Linked DNA regions of Gossypium hirsutum: region 1 is linked to region 2. A link is a contact called in public Hi-C data. All regions are on one chromosome and are shown on one strand. Each heading gives the region's core, a stretch centred on a gene start, on an enhancer-like site or on the middle of the called end of the contact. The rest is flanking DNA. Distances are from core to core; before and after follow the strand shown. Region 1 holds the start of LOC107924837 (flavin mononucleotide hydrolase 1, chloroplatic). Region 2 holds the start of LOC107924858 (indole-3-acetic acid-amido synthetase GH3.17).

Region 1 (7,331 bases), core at 4,573-7,072, 190 kb before region 2:
TCTGCTTTTATATCCGATTACAAAAGCCTCCACAGCAGTAAAGTGGCAAGGATGGTACCTGTCATCAACGAATATACAGCTTGCTGGATCAACTTTAAGATGTTCCACAACAGCCAAATAGAAATCAGGATCAGGCTTCCTCTTTCCTGGATGTACAGTAGACAAAATCATTCACTAAGCAAAAAGAGCTACATGACAGTCAGAAGAAAACAGTTGACATTCTCTAGATGTACATATTTGCTCCAGAGCACAATTACTGACAATTGTACAGTGTTAAAACAACATTGAAATATTTAGGAAGACTGAAAAAATAAAAGGAAAATCTTGTGATGGAGACAAATAGATGTTTGCATCATTTCTCTTTGAATGATGAACAGAAGAAACATGACTGCTGACTTGCTTCTGCAAGCAGTAATAATGGACCAATAACGAGGAGTTAACCATTTAACAGTAAGTAAAAAAAAAAGGTGGTACTTTGGATAGACAATTATAGCACAAAAGAATGTTGCCGTTTCAGTTCAATGAAACGGAACAAAATTAAAATGTGGCCGTTTCAGTTGTAATAAAATAAATGGAAAGAGCAGCCCATATTAGCATAAGACAAACTAGAAGGTACTAAGGACCTTACCTTTTCGGTTAAAACAAAAACTAGCTGTAGACTCTTTTACTCAGACCATTCATGATGCATAACACATATAATGCTGATAAACTATTGTCCGGGAGTAAATCAGCAAGGTTAATGATTATGAAGTTCATCATTGGCTTAGGTATTCTATCATGACTTCAGAGAAAAGGAGATTAAAGAGTGAGGAACCTGGGTTTAGCCCTAATGGTTCACCCACCTTAGGAGATAGATTCGGGCAAGGCTGGTTTAATTCTTAGCACTTGCAAAATTCCCCTTTCCCAGCTCCCCTAGGGCTAGGGGTGAGCAAAAGTTGGTGCACACCTTCAGTTTTGTAAATAAATTAGTATGTCCAAGTCAGTTATGTGGTCGGTTAAAATATGTTAATTTGGTTGGTTTTTGGTTAATGAATTTCATAAACAAACCAACCGAATTAACCAATTGTAATATATTAATTAATTAATTAATTAATTTTAAATATATTTATAACCTATAAAAAATATATAATATAAAGTCAGTTGCCCGACCTGACTGACTGAAGCTACCTAAAAAACCAATTGCTCTCCCCCACCTAAGGCTATGGTCTCTTTTCTATGAAAAAAGAGTAACCGCTTAGAGCTATAATGTGACATATGAGGGAATGAATTTAGGAACTTGAAACTAATAAAAATAAATATAGAATTGAAATTCTTCATTTTGTTCTAAAAATTGGAGACATCCTTCTGTGCGGAAGAAATATTCTAATTGCAAAGAGACTGAGTCCTTGAACATACCATACATACACGAACAAAATGTCCAGGATAAATACTTTGAAATGTTTAACTTGTCCTCGATTATTCTGTACCTGAAGAAACATATACTCATTTACATATCTTCAATTTGTAAACTACTGAATCAGAAGGAATCAGGAGAGCTGTTCCGTCCTACCAGATTGGGTAATTTGTAAAAGCATGCATTTCATAATTGTTTTGCTTCAAGTCCTGAAGCAACTGTTCAACTCCATCTATGTAGGAATATCCTCTTCTCATACAATTCTTGAGGCCTGAAAAATAAGTGAAATTAACACCTAAACACAATTAGGAAGGCAAACATGGAGATGTTAGACAAAATTCATGGGCAAACACATTACAAAGGAAATACAAAGAAGATAGAATTTTTGAAATCTATTGGACTGCAATCATAGTTTCCTCTTGTATTAAGCAGAAATGCAAAATGTTTCTCTAAACCTGACTGGAAATGCACTTGTAATAGCTTACCTGATTCCACCTTCCATGTACAGTTCTCAAGGGTAAAACAAATCAAAGCACAATCCTGAGTTTTACAATTGATTAGTTCATTAAATTTTTAACTACAATAACAGTTATTCATTTTTACACTTTAAAAGATCATATTTCACTTGAAAATCAATATTCGCTTCTTTCATTTTCTTAATATTACTTAAAAATATGTAGGCAAACCATAGATCTATTAGATACATTTTTATTATTTCAAGAAATAGTTAATACTACATTCATTAAGATTAGAACAATATAAGTCCAAGAATTACTAGTTATTTACCACATCTGATACATTTCACACTAGTTTCTGCATCAATCTTTCAAGTAATTAGAGACTAGAAACTCAATCACCGGAACCAGTGTGCATATTTCTCTTTCCCTCCACCTCTCTCAAACTCACTTAGGAATGCATATTTCTCTGCTTTGGTACGATCCCATTATCATTATGCAACATATATATATAAACCTCACTACCAACTAAAATTGACAAGAGCACAGAACAACATATATATATCGACTCTCCTACACATTTTCTGCCAAAAAAAGGCATTTTTATGATATCAACAGTGTGCAAAGCAAAGTTATTTTAGTAACTTTACATGATATCATAGGTTTCTACATGTGTCTGTGGCTGGTTAAACTATTTGTTTCGAAGAAAAGTTATTTCCTTTTGCTTAGAGTTGAAACGCAAAAAATGGTAATTAATAAATGTATGTCCTAATTTCATCGTAGGAAATTTTGACTATGTTTCAGGACAGAGATGCCTATGAAAAACAAACATAGGCCAAAAATACAGCTGAATAAATGCAAATTATCAATTCTTTGTCTCAATCAATTGGGGCATGATCCAGAATTGAAAACCAATAAAGCACATATTTGAATCAACATGCAGCGGCATCTATGCCAACACTACATATCCACTCAACCATCTATTGAGATATGCACGCATTATATCAGCAAAGGCATTCATATTCAACGACCTAAACCCTTCTTTGAAGAGTTCATGACACAGGAGCTTTTATTTTTATTATAATATTTTATTATTTCAGTTTATTTCATAATATTTATTTTAAGTATTAGATATATTATAAATGGCTAGGGTTATTAGTTATCTTTACGGTTTGAAGCTAGGGTCATGAAAAAAACTTTATGTGCAAGTAAGCCTAGAAACTTGCAAGAAAGAAATCCTATATAAATAAGTTTTAGGCTTTACGGCCATAATTATTATTCTGATTATTTCCTTTGAATTAATAGAAAAATTAGAGGTTTTCTACAACTTAAGTTTTCTAGAGTTCCATCTTTCCTATTCATTTGTTCAGCTCTAATTCTTTTAATTGCTATTGTTTTCTCCCCTAAACCACATATATTCAGCATCAGAAACCCTGATGGTTTGCCTCTTTTATCCACAATTATAATATAAGGCCCCAGAATGGCCTAAGAACTATGATTGCTGTGCTTAGTTTTTAGCAAACACAACCCATTTCTTTTCTACCTTCTTTAATATCAAAATTCCCATACTTCTCTTAGGTTGATGTCATCAAGCCATTAACAGTGAAACCAGTTTCTTCAGGATTCTGAGAAGTGATTGAACATACTTCTTAAGTAGACTCTTATCTCCAAACCCCACATTGTCAATATGCGTGCATCCTTAAACCTTTTTCTTTACATTTAGCAATAAACGTTTCTATACCACGCAACGTAGGTTTCCTATATAGACACCATCAAAATTAGCATTGTGGAACTAAAAGATAATGGAAAAGGAATCTATGTGTCATATGCAACAAAAAGATTAAGAAAATGACTCAATGAAACAAATATCTCTCCCTAACAATGCAAAATATTTAATTTCTTTTTTATTTGAGAATTTATACTAAAATCAAGCATATTTTGCTTATATCTAATGAAAATGCTAATCAGCCTTGAAACAATGGATTGAAAGAATAACATCACGAAAACAAATGCAAAACCAACCTTGCAAATCAAAAGGTCTTCTGTCTTTAAAGAATTTTCCTTCTAGCTCCTCCTGAAAGGAAATAAGATAACTTTCTCACACTCCAGACCAGAAGGTAAACAGCAAGGCAATAAAATTGAGAGAAAAGCAAACGTCTTAAAGGTCATATAGCAATGAAGAGACCCATAAGTGAAAAGGAGCGAAAGAGAAAAAGGGGTTATTAAACATAGAAGAAAGGCATGGAATTATTTTACATGCTTTCAGTCACAAATTATATTGCTAAAAAATGTGGTAGAAAGTACAGTAATAAAGTATAAATTCAAAAGTTCCATTTATAAATGTGAAACTGAAACCGCAATGATATCCTTTAATAGTATGTTTCTGGTGGACTGGAAATTTACAAGTTCTAGTAGGTTTCTGTCAAAGAATCAACTATACAGGTCAATATAATAAAGGATCATGGTTATGGATAGGTTAACGTTGGCATAAAACTAATAAGGATACGGAAAAATAAAGAACATAAATAATAATAAATGAATGTACTGATAGTTAATCTAAAGGCAACAGATAAGTGGTGTGTTATGCTTTGGTTGTGTACACAAGCTTCACTAGCTGAAGCCTAGAGAAATATTGTTAAAAGACTAATGTTTTAGCTACTATATCCACTTATCAGAAAGCAAAGACGAAGGAAAGGGACTACAAAGGGCCATTTCATTTTGTGTTTAACAGGTAAATGATATTTTGCAGGAGATGTAAGAAGGCAACAATGATGGGAAGTAAGAAAAATCAAAACTAATGCAGTGTCACCAACTCGGGTTGTAAGTGGGTCAACATGCTGTGCAAGCTACTCAGGAAATAGTCAAGTTCTACTCCTCCTCTGCCAAGTCAGGTTCAGGCTCATACAGGGCTAATAAAGCATTTAAAAATGTATATTTTTAGTAAAATGCATATATTATCATCTATATACACTATAATATATATAATTTTATTATTTTTAGGGCCTATGTGTGTCTGAATAAATGTATGATATAGAACAAATAACATTACATATTCTTTAAGATATTTGATCCTAATTAAGTCAAGATCAAGTTTATAAAATGAAACTTATTCAAGCTCAGGGATGGTTTCAAGCCTCTCGTACACAAAACAGCTTGAGGTCAAGGCTGTTACTGTGGAACACTATTCAACTCGCCTTTATGTACAAAAATTCAAAGGAATAAAGATCCAACTTAGCTTTTATTACTTGAAATGGCAATCAATCCTAAAAAATTGACAAGTGAAACATGTTTCAAGAAATATTATAATTTGTTAGGTACCTCAATCAAACAGTTTAACAGATCTTACAACACTTACTCATAAGACTACTTTAGTCAATAAAATCTAGAGAACTATAACTTTCCCACATTATAAATCTAGGTGTACCTCATCAATCACCCCATTTTCGAACTCAAGCCATGCAGTTGGATGCTTGCATTCAATTAGTTCCTTCAAAGACATTCTGACCATCGAATTTAACTTTGATCACTTCAAAAACTATCGCCAGCAGTGGCAGTTATATTGGTTTGAAATAAAAACAAAAATGATAAAAACCCAACAAACACAATTCGAAACAAGAATTAAAAAAGAGAAAGAGGGGAGGGAGATGAAAAAACCAGTTACGCGAAGAAGGCAGGGACGTCATGGTAAAAAGGGTCACGAACAATGGTGTCCATGATGTCAAACAGCAAAATGGGAAGCTTCCTGGAGTTGAAGGAAGGTGATGTGTTGGTGGGATTGATTGCCATCCTGGTTCTGGGGACTGGAGAAAATAGTTTTGGATGAAAGCAGAGTGATGTGGCTGGTGGTGGTGGTGCTCTAACCAATTGAGCCATCCAAACGTACACTTGCAACCCAAGAGAATTTTTGATATTTTGATTTCCAGATTCCTCTTACCAGGAAATAAGGGTCAATGTTCGCTGCACAATTCTGGGTTTGCCTCTCTATGTTTGGGCTTACCATTTGTTTCATCCATCTTTGTGGGTACTTCTCAAAAAAATAAAATGCCTTGGCCCAATATTTATATGTATATATTTGTAATTATAAATTTATATTCTTAATAAAATTAAATATTGAATGTAATTATGCCTTTTGATAAAATTAATTTTTTTCAAAATTATTTATTTCTTAAATTCAATCTTATTAGTTATTACTATTGTAGAGATGTAAAATTTGTTTGGTTTCGGTTGCTAATTGAGGCGATCTATTGAAAACTTGAAAGCTAAAATTTGATTTTAAAATAAACTGGGAGTCGCCACCGATCCTTTTTCCTAGGTACGATCGGATACCTATTAGATTTATTTTTTTTTAACAAAAAGAAGGCTGAGTTTAGGGTCTAGGTTAAAAACCAGAGAAAAATTAGGGCTCGGGAGTCGGTTACGCGCGAGGAAGGTATTAGCACCCTCGCGACGCCCAGAAATTGGCATCTCATAAACACGTGTTGTCTTGATTTTTAAAAATACGAGTTCAATATTAAAATTTAGTCGTGATCCAATTAAAAGAAGACGAGAAATTTTAGTTCATTCCGGTTTTTGAGAAGGGTATATCGCTTTAACACGAGTCAATTGACGTTCACCCAACATAGCGATGAACTCGATGACTTAATGTTAAATCGGTATATTGCCTTGATTGTTGAAATTAATTAGAAGGACATGGATAAAATTCTTGAAGTAATGTAAAACAAAATTGAGATGAAATAAAAATAAATAAATGGAAAAATTAAAAATATGCTGAAATAAATAACATATAGGGCAATAATGCAAAAATATTGAAAATATATAATATATATAACACATAGATGATACATGCATATACATTAGAAATAACAACAATATAAAAATGGACTTACTAATATACTACATAGACATATACATTCATAGATATAAATAATAAGGATATTAGAAATACTAAGTATATAATGTTGGAATAACTACATAATACAAAAATTTGTAGAATGTAGTATTAAAATATGTGCACGATATATATACTTATTTAAAAATAATAATAAAACTGTTGATAATATTTCACAAATATATGTATATACTAAAAATATACATAACAATATATAAAGTATAATATATTAAAAAACGTATGTAAAACATATAAAATGAAAATACATATGTTAAATAATATTAAAATATTTACATAATGCATACATATAAGGAACAAACAGCTAATAATACATGGATATGTACATAGGCATATTAAATATATATACATATAATCGATATAGAAATATTAGAATAAAGCAATTAAAAAGTAATGCTATGCACAAATAGATATATACATATATAACAAAATATATACTATGGTTAATGATAATAACAATGACGATATAAAGATGTATACATACAACAACACATTCACTACATTAACAACCATAATAGTAATGGCATTAAAATACGAAGAACAACAATGTAACACAAAAATACTATATATATAAATC
Region 2 (6,494 bases), core at 3,196-5,695:
CAACCAAACACACCAATATGGCACCCAGTGCCTCATCGGATAGTTCGAAGTAATAGTTGACACCCAGTGTCTCATCGGCCTAGCCGAAGTAAAGTTGGTACCCAGTACCTCATCGAATCTATCCGAAGAAATTTAGTGACACCCAGTGTCTCATCGACTCGGGGTCGAAGCATCCCTGAACAGTTCTAATCCTATGGCATGCCAACTATATCCAACTCAGCCCGACTAGTTAATAGGGTATTCAATTCACTTTCTCAATTCTATATCACTTTCAATTCACAATTCAAATCACCATTATTTTTTCAATCAATACACTTTTCAAATAATCACATATTCCATAATTCACTTATTCTATTCAATTTAATTCAATTTGCATCACTTTCATTTGCACTCAATATTCATATCAATTTCACATACTTACCTCAAGTCTTACTTACCATACATAACAATTAAAAATTCAGCAATCAATAATAATTAAAATTCGAATTATAGTAATACACACCGTAATTCTCCCGTTTTAGTCCTCGATGACTTTCTCCTTTCCTTTTGATGCTGATGCTTCAGGTTCTTTGTTGGCTACGAAAATAATAGTAATTTACATTATTATTTACAGCATTAATTATAATAAATAATTAAATTTCTAAACAATTCCTACCTTATTTTCAATTTAATCCTAACTAAACTTAATTATTTTCTTAATCCAATTCACTCTCTTTTTCTATTCAAAATTTGTCTAAACTTATATTTAACTATAAAATTTCCTGCATATTTCCCTAATTTCGAAATTTCTTCAATTTAGTCCCTACAACATAAAACTTATAACCTAGTTTACAATTTAATTCCTTAATCAATTCTAACTTATAATTCATTCAATTAAATCCCTAATTCCATAATTTGTCCAACATGAACCATATTTGGAAACATATGAACTCTTGAACTATCAACTTAATTTCATCAAAATCTTGTTTCAAAGCTTCTAAAACATCAAGATTAACTAAAAATGACTTAATTAACTTACCAAATTAACTCCAAGCTTCAAATCCTTAGTTTTCTCTTTTATTTTTCTTTTCCTTTTTCTTTCTCTTTTTCTCCCCTGCTTCCCGTTGTCAATTCTGTTTCTATTCCCTTTTGTTTCTTTATTTCTCTTTTATATTTATTTGCTTTACTTATTTAATTAGCATATATTATAATATATTTATTTTAAATATCTATTTTAACATCATTTACATATTTTACAATTGTACACATATTTAATTCTACATTTGTACCAATAATTTTATTACATTTGTCATTGTTTAATTTGTTTCTCAAACAAAAATCTCATAATTTAAAATTTTAATTATTTAATTAACAAATATCTTTTTACTTAAATTATAAGTAATTTAGTATTTAAATTACAAATGTACCAATATAATTTTTACACATGTATAATTTATTACCATATATTTATCAACTATTTAATGTATTTAAAATATAATATTCATTAAATAATCATAATAATTATAAAACCATAATAATAATTTTAATATATATAATACATACATTCAAGAAAAATCTTGATTTTTCTTCCATTTGCCGCCTCAATTTATGTAAATGGCTTAATTGTCATTTTGATCCTTTTTATTCTCTATTACTTTAGAATTAAACTTTTACCCCTTTTTCAATTTAGTTCTTTTTGCTAATTATTCTAAATTAAGCTAATTTCACCTAATTAAATCCTAATTAGACACACCACTAGGCTCATAAATATTTTTAATAATTATTTTCGAACTTATTTCACTAAGACGGACGCCTTATAACTCACTTTTCCGGTGCCCGTGGATTTTGGGTCATTACATATAGGTTATTTTGGCCAATGTTGGCATATAAGGGTTTTGTTGAGACTAGCAATTTGAATGGTTTGTGTTTGGTATATTTTGATGTGTATATAAGTGGCCTTATCATATTTGTTATGTGTTTGATATGGTAGAATGAAAGACAGTAAAATGTGGTGATATTTCATGTTTAAGACTTGATTTGGCTTGTTTTGAATGTCTTATTATGGTTTGTTGATGTGCAAATTGTTGTGTTTAGGTTGGTACCAAATTGGGTGAGAAATATGGCTTGGAAAATGACCTATTTTTGTTCACACGGGCAAAGACACAGGCATGTGTCTCAACCGTGTGTAACACACAGCTAGGTGACACAGCCATGTGTCCCCTGTATCTTTTAAATTGCGCAAGTAGTATGATTTCATGGCCTAGCACACGAGCGTGTGGTTTGGCCGTGTGACCCAAGTCAGAGAGTTACACTGGCACAGAAATGGGCTAGGACACGGCCGTGTGTCCCTATTTCGAATGCCTACACGGCCTGAGACATGGGCGTGTCTCCTAACCGTATGAGTCACACGGCCTGGCCATACGGCTATGTATCCTCTGCAACTTTGAAAATTTTCAATGTTTTCCAAAAAAAATTTTGAGTACTCGATCTAGTCCTGACTTGTTTCTAACTTGTGTTTTGGGCCTCGAGGACTCATATAAGGGACAATATGTTTGATTTCAATTGGTTTTCGATTGATTTCTTATATGAATGCTAGATTATATGAAATGTCTAATTAATTGATCTGTAAACTCCAGTAATGCTCCGTAACCCTATTCTGGCGACAGATTCGGGTTAGGGTGTTACACTAATGGATCACTATGTGTCCAAAGGAACTTCGTTGAGCCAATACAAAAAAACCTAGTTGCATTAAATCTGAGGAAGCCATGAAGATATTAGATTTAAGAGTGATAAGAAAGTATTTCAACCCCAAATCACCGTTATAATTAGTTTGCATCATTTCTTGTTTAAAAACTCGGGAGAATAATCTTTTTTACTTTATTGTGTTAGTGTCAAAAATGTTTGGCAAAATTATTGATATCTTGTTTTGAACTCAAAGTTATAACCTTTTCTAACATAATGTTAAGTAGGGGCATTCAATCATATAAGCATACCATGTTACCTTTACTTCATGATATCTTGCAAGCCAAGAAAGTCCTTTGAGATTCAAGTGCTTGATTTATCTAAAACACAGGCGTAGTGAAATATTTCCAAGTACATCAAAATTCACTTATATGGGATGTCAGAAAAATCGTTGACTTTGGGTTATATTTTAGGCAAACCTTATTCTCTTTGGATTATATTTTGGATAAACTGAGAGTATTTCTATTTTGTTTATTCAATTGGATTTAATTATTAACTTATTTAAAAATTTGATTTTTTTTGTGAATTACAAGAGGAGGGAAAGTCCTAATAGTAATGCGACTAGTGCGAATCGAATGCATGCCACACCTAGGGCGATGAACACCTTGATTATCAAGCCAACATAGGGTTCAAAAATTTTATTTTTTAATCACTCTAGCAATTTATAGTTTTGTGTTCTTTGATGTTTATATATTATGAGCCTTTTTGACACATTCGCTTGTCTTGTTGTATGCCTTATGGGTTTTACAAATCTTGTTTGGTTTATTTGGTATGTTGTCTCCTTTTTGGGAGGTTCTCAATGACTACATATCATATATAAAATGATTAAAATATGCAATAAGTTCCTATATTTTTTCATGACTTTGGAATTTAATCATTATACTTTTTTAAGGAATTTAGTTTTTTACTTTTTAGATTTTAAAATTTAAGTCCAACTATTAATACTTTTGAGATTACTTAATTAAATTCAGGTTCATTAAAATGTCAATTTTTTAATTATATTATTATCAAATGAGTATTTTTTATTTCAAAATATCACACTAACAAATTTATAAAAAAATATAGTGTTTTGAATTTAAAAATATGAGAAGTATGACTAAATTTCTAAAAATAAAATTATAAATTTTAATTTAAAATTTATAAAAAGTACAAAAACTTATTACACATTTTAACCATAAATTTTAGAATTTTTTTTTATTTTAGGAATTTGTAAAGAAGGTTAATTATTACACAATTATTACTCAAAATTTATTGAAGTAATGAAAATCGGTCGCACAAAATCTTTTAGAAAACGTATTTTAAAAAATAAATTTCCCTTCCACCTATTTCAAAAAACAAAAATATAATATAGTAATAAACTCTTGCTTGGGTACGCTATCCTTCCAATACATATCATATGCAAATTTCAATTTTTTTAATTCTAAAAGTTGGTAAAGATTCTTCAAAAACTAATAATAATAAGTTGGTAAAGAGACTTAGACCATCACAATTTCGCTCTTCAATATTTAAAAAAAAATTATTTTAACTTTGCATTTAATTTTTAGTTAAATTATATGGATACGATTAGATACTGTAATAAAAAATATTTTTATTATTTTTATATATATCTTTTATGTTAAAATATTCAATATAAATAAAAATATTAATATTTTTCATTAATATATAAATTTGTTTTTACTTTCTTACCCCATTATAAATTTATAACTATATAAGACAATGCATTAACTATTTTTTTTTTCTTTCTTACACACCATTAACTATTTTTTTCTTTCTTTCTTACGCAGCATTAACTATTTTTTTTTTCTTTCTTATGTAGCCCTTTTATTTTCTTCCCCATTTACCCCTATTTTCCCTTCTCATTTACCATCCTTGCCTTTGCTCTGTATTTCATTTTCTGCAAAAAAACCCAGCATCATCATCTTCATATAAGCGAATCAGGTATGTTAAAAATCTCATAAATTATCACGATTAAATGTTAAAGTTATTTTTTTCTGTTTACTAAAGTTCTATTCTTGTATATGGGTTTTTTTTCCGTTTCTGATTCAGGCCAAAGTAAAGTCCGGGAGTGTCCTTTTTTGACACGCTTCAAGGTGTGTCCGGTACGTATCCGGCCGTGTCGGCAGCGTGTCCGTGTTGGACACCAGTACGACACTGGTACGAGGGGATTTTCCCCGTGTCGGTGCTTCCTAGATGGCAATGAATGGGTATGAAGGTGGGTTGAAGATGATTGAGGAACTGACCACAAATGCTGGGCAAATTCAAGACAAGGTGTTGAGGGAAATACTAAGTAGAAATGCAGGAACAGAGTATTTAAGGGGATTCCTCCATGGTCAAACCGACAAGCAACTCTTTAAGAAAAATGTTCCCATAGTTACTTATGAAGATCTCAAGCCTTACATAGATAGGATTGTTAATGGGGAGACATCAGATATCCTTTTAGCTGAACCCATTACAGGGTTCTTTCTAAGGCATGCATGAATTTGTTGCTTTGGTTTTGTGTGTTTTGGGGCATTGTTTGCTTCCTTCTAATAGTTCTATCATCTGTTTGATCAAATGCAGCTCTGGGACTTCAGGCGGGCAGCGAAAGCTGATGCCTGTCACTGCTCAAGTTGCTAAAAAGTGGGAATTATTTCGTGGCTTATACGAGTCTCTTGTGATAAAGTAAGGAACCCATCCCTATTTTCTAGTTTTTCTTTCAGCTACTTGTGAAATCACACTGTTTACTTGTTCATCCATGATCTGAACACAACCATATATAATCGGATCTTTAATTAAACTAGGAAAAATCCATTTATACCCAAAAAAGTTTTATACTCTTCTGTATATATTTCTGTATATATTTGTACGATAAATTTTTTTGTACGATAAATATTTTAATAATTTAACTATTAAATTATCGATATAATTGCACTTAAAATTTTTAAATAAATATAATATCTCAATCATATCGATTTAATTATTTTTCACCATTTTTTTAAACTTTTAATTCATCAAACTAGTTTTTATTCTTGTCAATGCCTGAGCCAGTTGTGTGTAATAAATTTATAATATTTTTTTATAATATTAGTTTTTGTTTAAAATTTTCAATTAATTTCTTCAAAAAATCATTAATAAATTGGAAAAATAATGAAATTAAAAAATATTTTTAAAAGTATTTTAATATTAAAATATACAAAAATTCATCATAGTTTAAATATTAATATTAATTTAATATTTTTTTGGTAATTTTCTTAATTAATAAATTTTTTTAATATTAATATTTTAAATTTGTATCACTTCGCTTGTGACACTAAAATTAATAAATTTTTTTAATAATTATATAAATTAACATGTTAGGTTATATCATAGTATATTATAAGGGCGAAGTTAGAAAAAGTTTTTGGGGTAAAATTAAATTGTATATTTTTACGATGGTAAAAATACAATTTTACTATTTTAATAGCTTATATGTTTATAATTTTAAAAGATTAAATCAAATTTTTAACATTTTGAGGGGTCAAAGTACAATTTTATCATTATTAATTTAAAATTTTATAAACTATAAAAGGCCTAATTAAAAAATTTTCTATTTTAGGGGGCTGCCCCTGGTATATAACATGGTATATTATATCAACAGTAATTATATTCGAACAAAAAAAATCAATAGTTACTATATAGTTATATATTATAATATGAATTACCATATTAAGGAAATACATATAGTATCAATATATGTATAATACACCATGCAGATAGTAACACTCGAATTTAGTGAATACTACTTGTACATATAT

The links. A called contact is a pair of places that touch in the nucleus more often than the background predicts.
Region 1: a Hi-C map of leaf shows a contact between it and region 2, with 6 times the contacts expected there. The contact joins the promoter of LOC107924837 here to the promoter of LOC107924858 in region 2. A contact is called at or near these places in 14 of 34 Hi-C or Micro-C datasets (callus, fibers, hypocotyl and 3 more).

What each region holds. Positions count from the first base shown.
Region 1 is chrA02:101,214,721-101,222,051 of Gossypium_hirsutum_v2.1, reverse strand. It overlaps LOC107924837 (flavin mononucleotide hydrolase 1, chloroplatic), which reads right to left and starts at 5,822. Exons shown (of 7, transcript XM_016855445.2): 1 at 5,510-5,822; 2 at 5,273-5,348; 3 at 3,871-3,922; 4 at 1,550-1,664; 5 at 1,396-1,466; 6 at 59-146. The coding sequence starts at 5,721.
Region 2 is chrA02:101,026,781-101,033,274 of Gossypium_hirsutum_v2.1, reverse strand. LOC107924858 (indole-3-acetic acid-amido synthetase GH3.17) reads left to right here and starts at 4,445. Exons shown (of 5, transcript XM_016855450.2): 1 at 4,445-4,659; 2 at 4,768-5,189; 3 at 5,281-5,382. The coding sequence starts at 4,912.